Regions from separate parts of the Mus musculus genome. Here all the other regions are linked to region 3. A link is a contact called in public promoter capture Hi-C data. All regions are on one chromosome and are shown on one strand. Each heading gives the region's core, a stretch centred on a gene start, on an enhancer-like site or on the middle of the called end of the contact. The rest is flanking DNA. Distances are from core to core; before and after follow the strand shown. Region 1 holds the start of Ptpro (protein tyrosine phosphatase, receptor type, O). Region 2 overlaps Atf7ip (activating transcription factor 7 interacting protein). Region 3 holds the start of Wbp11 (WW domain binding protein 11).

Region 1 (3,360 bases), core at 317-2,816, 420 kb after region 3:
AGTGGTCCACGTACACATCTGTACACAATGTGTGATTTAACTGAGCAGAGAGAAGGTGAAGCATACAGTTAGGTAGGGGTATTTAAAGTAATGCATTATTTTGAAAGTACCTTTTGCATTTATATGATTAATATTTGAGCAAAATTGCTTCCTAATGCCTAAAATAGATCAAACATTCCTATCCCAAATATATATATGTGTGTGTGTATACACACACACACACACACACACACACACATGTATATGCACAATTAACCTTACATATGTATTTAATTCACATACTGATACTAAAATAAAACTCTATTTAAAAGAATAACTTCTGGCATCTTGTGAGTACCACTTAGGCCCCAACTTGAGCATCTCTGTCTGGAAATTAGATCACTGTGGAGCCTCTTTGATGTAGCTGGAAATGGAAAACCACTTTCAAAAGCTTCAAAATAAAAGAAAAACATATCAGACCAAAGGCTCTGAAAGTGCAGGTCTGAGGAGCCATTTCTTAGAAAGCACTCGAGTTTGGCCCAGAAGTGGGAAGCAGGGAAAACCTTGGGGGGGGGAGAGGGAGGGAGGGCATGAGAGTCAGGCCAACAAAGGACAGGCACGAGGGCGCTGAACAGAAGTCCATCAAGGCTGTGTACTGAGGTAGCTTTGGTGCCAGCAAGGGAAACACTCACACACAAGCCCAGAGCCTCGTTCTGTTTTCTGAAGAACTGTTAGTGCCTCGATCTATTCATGCAAAAATTCCTAATCCAAACCTTTAGTTTATAGTCCTCATGTAGAAAAAGATGAGCACACACGACTCTGATCCTATAGCAGGCCACCATTCCTCAGCTGTGTCCCAGAGTGCTGGTGACACACTCCTAAGTGCACCGCCAGGGTGCCCTTTTCTGTCACCTGATACCACACTTTGAAGGATAAAAACAAAATTCCAGCACCTCAGGGCCCACCCAGGACATTTACATGATAAAAAGAAATGACTTAATATAATGAATCCCACTTTTTATTTTTAATATAGAGTTGTCTTTCAAAAACTACACAAAACCTCTAGAGACAGATAAGTAGACATGAGACACACTTCATGGAAATCGTTGCTTGTGATTCTAAATTCTTAGATTAGTTAGTTATTCATGGATAATTCAGAGTACTTAGTGTGTTCACACACAGAGAGAATATATTACACACTTATTCTAAATACGTGTAAAATACTGTGAGCTAGGTGTGGGCAGCAGGATAAGAGGGGGAAACGCACAGAATTATTCAGTTTCCCTAGCTGATTATAGGATGCTATGGGGGAATTGAACTGAGGTCGGGGGGTATAGAAGTTGAGATTCACTCCTCTTTTCGAAAACATTAAGTGTCACTTGTAGTGTCACTTGTAAATACAAGGGCAAAGGAACGGGGGGGGGGGGTTGAGAAGGGCCTGAGATAAGAGAGAGGGGAAACCCTCAAACAACTCTTCCTAGGAGACTCTGGAAAGGCTGAGGCGGAGCCTGGTCTGGGGGGCTGCCTAGCAATGGGAAGCAGGCAGGCCCTGGTGGGAGGACCCAAGATCTGCACTTGAGGAGTTCCTTGCTCTGAGAGAGAACACCACTGTTGCTAGGGGGCCGCGGAGGGTTGTCTGCCTGCGGAGCTCGGGCAGCTCCTTCCGCACGCCGACCCCTGCCTCCCGTGGCAACCGCTGTAGCTGTGGCGCAGAGCCTCGCCCACTGCCATCCCCACCCTCTCCATCCTTAGCCATTAAACAACGCCGGCTCCAAGCACGTTCTAGCAGGACTCGGGCACAGAAGAGGAGAGCGATCCATCCGGGGGCACAGGACGACCTGCCAGGCGACATGCGGCCGCCCGGAGCCGCCCGGGCGCCCGAAGTCTGAGGCTGCCAGCCGGGACTGGTCATTGTAAGCGCCACGGAGAACTGCTGGCGCTGCCGTTCCCTCCCCGGTCCCTGGTCGCGCCGCGATGGGGCACCTGCCTAGGGGAACGCTCGGGGGCCGCCGCCTGCTACCTCTGCTCGGGCTCTTTGTGCTGCTCAAGGTAGGGTCCCCCAGTCCTCGGAGATGGGGATCCATCCCGCCGTGGGGAGCTATTCGCTCAGGGTGCGGTGACCAGGCGGAGAGCGCCAGTCGCACACGCTTTGTCCTCAGAGCGGTGCCGGGTGGGCTGCGTAGCTGCGGGTGGAAAGATCTGGAAGTTTGAGCCTTCCAGTTGTCTCCCTTTGTACTCTGCTACCTCAGCGATGAGCTTGCGGGATAGAGCTTTCTCAGGCAAAATGAGGGCACTTTTTTTAGTGGTTCCCACTGCACCCCTATGCCACTTCACCTTCGCGCCCTCCCCCAGTGAAGCCTCGGTACAGCTGCTTTGTCTCAGTCAGTTTGCCTTCTGCGGGAGGGAATCACACGCAGGGCGCTGAGCTCTGGACTAGACGCACCGGCCAGGCGGGGCGAGGGAGAGGGCTCCATTGAATAAGGAATCGGTTCAACTCCCAAGGAGGTCACTCCCTGTCTTACCCTCCATCCACCTAGGGATGCCTGGTAAAACTCTACACAGTTCCATCCTCTCGTAACAGGATGCTGCCACTGATTTTTAATGGTGGAATATATGATTTATAAAACTCACCTTTTCCTATCCTCTTTGGAACGTGTGGCTCAAAATTGTACTTTGAGAAAAAAAAGTGAAAAGGAAAATACTGTTTAAAAAAGAAAAACAAAATCTTGACACTTCAAGCATGTAGTGTTTTTATTTTTTAAGCTGTTTTCTTGGCATATGAAGGGAAGTTGGGAATTGGTACCCCCTCACTCCGGGTTCCGAAGGTCTGCTTTCCTTCCTAGTCCTTTCTCCCTTCTTGCCCCAGCAACTGAAGGATGGCCACAGGTGATCGGGAGCTATCCTTTCAGCACCATGAGGATACCTAGCTAGAGGAGGTCAGCCCGTTAATGACTGCAAATGTTTCCGCATTAAGCAGTCACTTCTTGCTTATATGCCCATTAATTATGAATGCTCCCCAAGGTTATAGTGAACAGGATTCACGAATCCCAGATAGAACGAGTGCAAAACTATTCTATATTTTCTTCCTGTCTCCCCAGATCACAGAAAAATGTAGTCTCTGGGTAAATAGCAAAGGAGGAACATGAGCGAAGTTATAAGCTGTTTTGGACATGTGCTCAATATTTAAGTCATCAGTCATCATTTTATTTTAAAATCTTATAAATACTAAATTCAGTTGAGCATTTCACCTGCTTCTCTGTAGTACATACCACAGATAAAATATGCATAGTTAGTTTTTTATAATTAATTTTTCTAACCGTTTGACAAACTTGGCAACGACTGAGATGTCTAGGTAATACTCTTTGAGTACTTAGGACGAAA
Region 2 (3,271 bases), core at 165-2,664, 270 kb before region 3:
AAGGGGTGGGGGAGAGAGCATCTATGTGCATACACATGCACATTTACATATGCTTTTGTCTGCCTATAGTTAATCTCTTGCTTTGGTGGTTCTGGGCCCATACCCAGGACCTTCCTTACGCATGCCAGGCAGAACTGCTCTGCAGTGAGCAGGTAGTCTTAGCTCTGTCTTCTTACTTGCTCTTTTGTACTAGCCTTTTGATAACATAAAATTGGTGATATGGGCTGCCTTTGTTTCTCTTGTTATTTTAATATCATTTCACAATTAAATGTAGCATCTTCCTCTTGAAAACCTTTAGCACTCTTGCTTTTTTAGAGTCTTAGTTTTAATTATAAGGTAGTACTGAATATGATCTAATGGATATTCTGTCTGTTCAGGTGGGTCCTCGCTTACTCTTGCTATTGTGTTTATGTGGTAAATCACACGCACACGCACACACACACATACACACGAGCACAGGCACGGGCATATTGTTTTAATTTTACAGACTAGAAGTTGAAAGTGATGCTGTAGTCAAGGCATAGTTCCTTGGATGGCTCTGAGGAAGGATTTGTCCAGACACATCTCCGAGCTGCTTCGAGTTGTTTGGCCTGTGATGGTATAGCTCTTGTTTCACATGGTTTTACTCTGTGCATGCTGAAGTCTCAGAGACATTAATCAGTTTGTACTAAGGCCCATCCTATTTATCCTCTTCTCATCTACAATTTAAGCAGTAAGACTACAGTACCATATTCTCACTCATTTTAAGGAAAAATTGTCAATCAGGCTCTTTTGTGGCCCTGTATAGACCAGGATGCTTCAAGACTTGTTAATGATCAGCCTTGCTTGGCTTTTGGATAGGAATTTTTGATAATGATCATTGGTTGGGTTTTGGATGTGAATTTTTGATAATGATCTTTACCTAGTGATTAGTATTATCTCTTGAAGAAATATTCTGCTTAGTCATTTATAGATAGAAGAAGAGAAAACTATGGAAATTTGAAAATGCTTTAGCAGAAGACAAGCTGTGAGCTGGAAATGTAGCTTGGCAGTTAAGAAAGAATATTGGCTGCTCTCACAGAGAAGCCGGGGTTTGGTTCCCACCCACATGGTGGCTCAGAACTGTCTGTAATACTAGTTCTATAGGATTCACCACCGTTTCCTCACCTCTTCGCATGCATGGACTCGACATAGCTATTTGGTTACATGCACATACAATAAACATAAGCACCTTGGCAAACATTAGATTCATTTGTGTGTATATATTAGGAAAGGTGAAATTTAACGGAGAACCGAGGACTAAGCTTGAACCACAGGGGAAGGACGAAGTGCAGTGCTTAGTCTCAGTTGTCAGGTGACAAGATCTAGACTTCTTGAGAGGTGGGTGGGCCTCTGGGATTTGCCTATGGATGGGTTTATCTTGATTAGGTTAATTATGTAAAAGACCCACCCACTGTGAATGGCCCTGTTCCCTGGGCTGGATGTGGGAAAAAGTAAGAGTGTGCGGGAGTTTGTCATGGCTCTGACTGTGTCTGTGTCTGTGTGTGTGTGTGTGTTTGTGTGTGTGTGTGTGTGTGTGTGTGAGAGAGAGAGAGAGAGAGAGAGAGAGAGAGAGAGAGAGGCATGTGACCAGCCACTTCAACCCCTGCTCATTCAACCTCCCCAACATAATGGGCCGTATTGAACTGTGTTTCAAAACAAATTGCTCTCCCCAAGCTGTTTTTGGTCAAGAGTATTTTATCACATTATCTGAAAAAGTAACTTACCAGATGCAAATTAACCTCATTCAAAAAGTCAAAGCCTTGATATTAGGGGAGAAAGCAGCAACTGCTGGCAGATGCACAGCAGGAGCTTGAGCAGTGAGAAGAGTACATTCTTTGACAAACAGACGTGATGGGACTCGAGCAAGATTGACCAAAAGGAAGAACATATTCAATAGTTTGTAGCTATCACCACAGTGAATGTTAGAACATTTTCATTATTTCAATCCTGTACTCTAAAGCATTTATTTCTTGCCTTCTCCAAACCTGCAAAGGGAGCTGGAGAGCCGGTCCAGTGATTGGTTAAGTGCTGCTCTTTAGACAGTGACTCGGTTTGGTCTCTAGCACCTATTGTTTTCCTGGACTTTTCACGCCCCTGAAGCGGCTCCTTTTTAACTCTTCATTTGCTTCCATTGATGTTCTGGTGTGTGTTGTTTGTCACTTCTGTAGTATGTGAGTAGTAAATATGAGAACTCCGACCGAGTAATTATTAAGGTTTTGTCAGTGTTTTAAATTTATATGATCTAAATTTTACCCTTTTTAATTTTCATTAAGCCTGTAGTTAAATGACTCTTATCTCAGTTTATTAAAATCCTTTTCTTTTTATTTAAAGATTCAGAATGGATAGTGTAGAAGAACCTCAGAAAAAAGTCTTCAAGGCTCGGAAAACAATGAGAGCGAGCGATCGCCAGCAGCTCGATGCTGTGCACAGAGTCAAGGGGGAGCTGCTGAGAGCCGACGGGAAGCTGCTGAACGGGAGCCATGAGAATGGAGACTTGGATCCCACTTCACCCTTGGAAAACACAGATTGTATTCAAGATCGAGAAGAAGTGAATGGTATTGATGGGATTTGTTTTCAGTCAGAAGAAAGTACAACGGAATGGAAAGAGACCCCTTGTATGCCCAATGTTGCTGTAAAAAACAAACAAGAAGATTTGAATAGTGAAGCTTTGTCCCCCAGTATAACTTGTGATCTTTCTTCTAGAGTAACCACTGAACCAGGTTCTGGTAGTCCAGCCTCTGATAACCCAGGCTGTGGTACCCCAGTCTCTGATAACCCAGCCTCCGATAACCCAGCCTCTGACAACCCAGCCTCTGACAACCCAGACTCTGGTGATCTGGCTGCAGGAGAGCTGGCCACTACAGTACAGGCTACTGGTGACTCTGCCTGTGAGGAGCCTCCCTCCAGTGATCCCTCTTCCAGTGATCCCACTTCCAGTGAGCCCTCTTCCAGTGAGCCCACCTGTAGTGAGCCCATCTCTGGAGATCCTGTTTCTGAAGAAGCCGCCTCTCATGATCTTGTCTCTGGTGATTCCACTTGTAGCGAGCCAGTTTCTGGTGAGCCGGTGTCTCATGAAGCAGCTTCGAGTGAGCCAGCTACAAGTGAGCCAGCTTCAGATGAACCGGTCGCAAGGGTCGTGGCGGCCTGCGAACTGGCTCCTGGGGAGTCAGCCTTGGATGATTGTGCCCCCTCCGGTGATTCACAGTCTGATGAGCCACCTTCTAGTGAGGACTCCCTTCCTAGGTCTGTC
Region 3 (3,596 bases), core at 895-3,394:
ATTTATATGATTTACTTCTTCATTAAAAAAAAAAAAAACTGGAAAGAAAAGATATAAAGAACTCAGTTTTGCTGTATGTGTAAAAAGACTTCCTTTTACGAATTTGCATCAATTTCTGTAAAGAAATATCCCTTTGGTTCTCTACTTGTAAGACCGTGCTCTTTAATTTTGAATGAAGCATCCAAGAAATTATTTCTTTACCTTTCTTTTTTTTTTTTTTTTTTTTTTTTTTCGAGACAGGGTTTCTCTGTATAGCTAGCCCTGGCTGTCCTGGAACTCACTCTGTAGACCAGGCTGGCCTCGAACTCAGAAATCCGCCTGCCTCTGCCTCCCAAGTGCTGGGATTAAAGGCGTGCGCCACCACGCCCGGCTTTCTTTACCTTTCTTGACCACAAAGAAAAGGCTAGTATCTGTACTAGTCAACACAGTGAGAATATCATTAACTACTCAAAAGTTTAACCCTTTCCTATGGATTATATAGTGCTGTTAACTGAATAAAGAAATCAACAAGAACTTTGCACTTATAATGCTATTGTTTGGAATATAGACTGAGCCATATGAGACGATCTCAAAACAAACCAAAACCAATTGAGAAATATTCTAACAATGCAATGCAAACCCTGAGGACATCTTTCCGACCTGTATAAGGGGATATGAAACAGGAGTGGAGATAATGAATCTGGGTTAAAGACAAATACATGCTCTTTACTTTCTCCTTAGACTGCTCATTCCACACGCCAGATGGCAAAATGCAATCCATTCAAACATATTTATCTTGATTTAATACCAAATCAAATGATTTATGACTCTCAAACAAAAGAAATAAAAAATGAAGTATTAGAACTCCTCAAACTTAACATTAAAGTATATTCTTACTAGCACATATGACTCCTGATTTATGTATTTTGAGGGAATTAAAAGTGGTAGTCACGGTAGGGAAATATTTTAAGGCCAGGCTTTCATTATTATCACTTCTTTCTCTTCCATTCCAAATGAATGAAACTTCCAAAAATTAGCCTTGCCCATAGTAAAAAAAGGAACAAATATTTCCTGTTCAAAGTGTGCGACACTTTCCTACAGGCTACATCTCCTGTGGCTCCCCCTTTAAGCATTAAACAAATCTACTTTCTTTCTACATTAGGAAAGGGAAGATCCCGAGGTAAATTTGAGACTCTAATTCCCTTGGCTCCTTAGGTGGGACTCTGTAAGTTGTTTTAGTTAATGCTTTTTTTCATCAAGCGTTCAGCTGGCCGGCTCCCTGCTGCTTCCCAGATATTTCAGAACTGATCGGTGTCGATTATGTCATTACAGATGTTTCTCTATCAGAAAGCAGAAGGGGCAGGAGTTTGGGAAGAAGGGAAGAGAAGGGTACTGACTATAGGGAACTACAAAAAGGCACGGATACAACAAATTCTATTTTTGATCTTTTCTTTAGTGTTTCCCTTCTTAAACCAGCCTCGGGCTCTCGTTTTGACGCCATCCCATCACACACACCTAAAAACCAATCAGCTACGAGTCAAGGAGAATTTTTACAAGACCATAGTGCCTCTGCCTGCAAACGTTGGCAGAGACAAGGTCAAAAGACCATGGGAACCCAGGCAGCACAAACGCAACCCGACCGGTCCGGTCCGGTCCGGGTCCACTCCAGGAGGCCTCACAGCAACTGCCGAAACCATAGCGACGGTTGATAGCGACTCGAGCGGCTAGACGTCAGCCCGCCGCCACCGGTCGCCGCACTCGGGCGGTGGGTCTGACCCGGCGGGAGATCCCGCCCGAGAACCCGTCGGACGCAGTGCCAGGCCGGCCCCGAGCCCTGAAACCCGAGGCTCCCGCCACCCCGGGCCCAGCGGAGGAAGAGCGCGGCCTCTGGGCCTGGTGTTTCAGAGAAGGCTTCGCAGGCCCCGGGGAGGGTCGCGGAAAACGGAGCACCGAGTCCCCACGCACTCACACGACTGCGAGGCTCCCGGGACGGCGAGAGCAGCTAGCGGGCGGTCCCGGAGGACTCTCTGCGAAGGGGCCTTCACCTCTGCCCCTCGGTCAACCACCCGGGAACCGCCATCTTGAAACCTCGCGCCCCTCCGCCAGCTCACGTCACTTCCTGTTCCCGCTGGCCGCGATCTCACCGCGTTGCCAGGCACTGGGCCCATAGAGCGAATACAACAACTTCAGAGCCAGAGGTACTTCCGCTCTCATTCACTATCCGATTGGATAACTATAGGCCAAGAGACCCGCCTCATTCCAGAGTATTGTAGATTGACACTAATATAACCCAATAGAAATAAAAAGTAAGGAAGCTGCTATTTGATTGGCCAATTGTTCTCAGAATTCTGACGCATTTCCGCAACTGCTTCTCTCTGGGGACACACTAGGTAGCGGTATGCGTACGCTTCTGTGTCGGCCATTGGATCTGTGTTAGTTGTCGTGTGTAAATGGATGCTGTTTTTCAGGAATGCTTCCATAGAAAACAAGTTAGGTAATAACACTGGGCACCGAGTCTAAGGTGCTCAGCAAACATCAGCCCTCTAAACCTACAGCATGTGATGAACTGAACAAATAGTTCCTAGGGGAGACTCATAAATCTACACGAAAATGTATATTTTAAAAGAGAAACGGTACATTTGTCGATTTTCCAGAGGAGAAGTTATTACATAACACTTCAAATGAACTTTGCATCAACCCAAACTCCTTTATGATGTCATTGCACACTCTAGATTTATCTGAAGTCTTCCTTTGAGGGTTCTCTAGAGTCACAGAACTTGTGGATAGTCTCTATATAGAAAGGGACTTTGTTATGATGACTTACGGTCTGTAGTCCACCTCCCCAACAATGGTCAGCTGTGAATGGGAAGTCCAAGGATCTAGGAGTTGCTCAGTCCCACCAGGCTAGTAGATTCCAACTGATGGGCTGGCAAGTAAATGCAAGCAGAGGAGGAAGAGAAAAACTTCCATCTTCCAATGTCTTATAGATCTCCAGAAGAAGGTGTGGTTCAGATTAAAGGTGTGTACCGCCACGCCTGGATCTGGGCCTTGTACTCAGAGATCTTACCTTACTCTCCTGGGGATACATAGCCACTATGCCTCAAGATTTCCATGCCAAGATCAAGGTCAGAAACTTGTATTTCCCAGCCTCAAGATCTGGATCACAGGTGAACCTTCCAATTCTGGATTGTGGTTTGTTCTAGATATAGCTGATAACCAGAAATAGCTATTATATTTCCCTTCTACATCCCCATTCCTTAAGACTCCTCCCCATCCTTTCCCCTTAAAGGTAAGCATTTAAAACGAAATCTTCATAAAGTGTGAACTTGGTCTGTCTCGAAAAAAAACCAAAAAGCAAAACAAAACAACAAAAAACCAAAAACAAAAAAACACAAATCAAAAAACCAAAAACACCCTCACACTTGGTTATTTTTCAACTTAGTTTCAGCATCCTTAACAGAAAAGGTCCTAAGGGAATTTTTGACATCAAGTACTTTGAAAGAACTGATTGAGGTGTATATTAATTTTTAGGATGTTGTAGATAGGCACTAATGTTACAATGAATTAATAACCAATAGAACATTTACAATTTATATTAAAACAAATGTGTTCCCTAA

The links. Promoter capture Hi-C pulls out the DNA fragments that hold promoters and counts their contacts.
Region 1: a promoter capture Hi-C map of neural stem cells shows a contact between it and region 3. The contact joins the promoter of Ptpro here to the promoter of Wbp11 in region 3. A contact is called at or near these places in 2 of 39 promoter capture datasets (hippocampal neurons and neural stem cells).
Region 2: a contact with region 3 is called in a promoter capture Hi-C map of hippocampal neurons, with 2.1 times the contacts expected there. The contact joins the enhancer-like site here to the promoter of Wbp11 in region 3. A contact is called at or near these places in 10 of 39 promoter capture datasets (the 3T3-L1 cell line, 3T3-L1-derived adipocytes, the C10 cell line and 7 more), 4 of 484 Hi-C or Micro-C datasets (CD8 T cells and embryonic stem cells), 8 of 115 datasets of contacts at active chromatin or transcription factors (the 230-238 cell line, bone marrow-derived macrophages, embryonic stem cells and 3 more) and 3 of 9 other capture datasets (adipose tissue, liver and pancreatic islet).

What each region holds. Positions count from the first base shown.
Region 1 is chr6:137,250,733-137,254,092 of GRCm38.p6, forward strand. Ptpro (protein tyrosine phosphatase, receptor type, O) reads left to right here and starts at 1,567. Exons shown (of 27, transcript NM_011216.3): 1 at 1,567-2,028. The coding sequence starts at 1,954.
Region 2 is chr6:136,557,412-136,560,682 of GRCm38.p6, forward strand. Atf7ip (activating transcription factor 7 interacting protein) reads left to right here. Exons shown (of 15, transcript NM_019426.2): 2 at 2,353-3,271. The coding sequence starts at 2,360. Among named protein-coding and RNA genes, the nearest start is that of Atf7ip, 40 kb to the left of the region's middle. Within about 2 kb of position 1,415, at least 20 of the 459 cell types and tissues checked have an H3K27ac peak or open chromatin away from gene starts, as enhancers often do. A contact at or near this core is called in embryonic stem cells, epiblast stem cells and hippocampal neurons, where this site is marked.
Region 3 is chr6:136,826,072-136,829,667 of GRCm38.p6, forward strand. It overlaps Wbp11 (WW domain binding protein 11), which reads right to left and starts at 2,145. Exons shown (of 12, transcript NM_021714.4): 1 at 1,949-2,145; 2 at 1-38. It overlaps BC049715 (cDNA sequence BC049715), which reads left to right and starts at 2,772. Exons shown (of 3, transcript NM_178776.3): 1 at 2,772-2,998.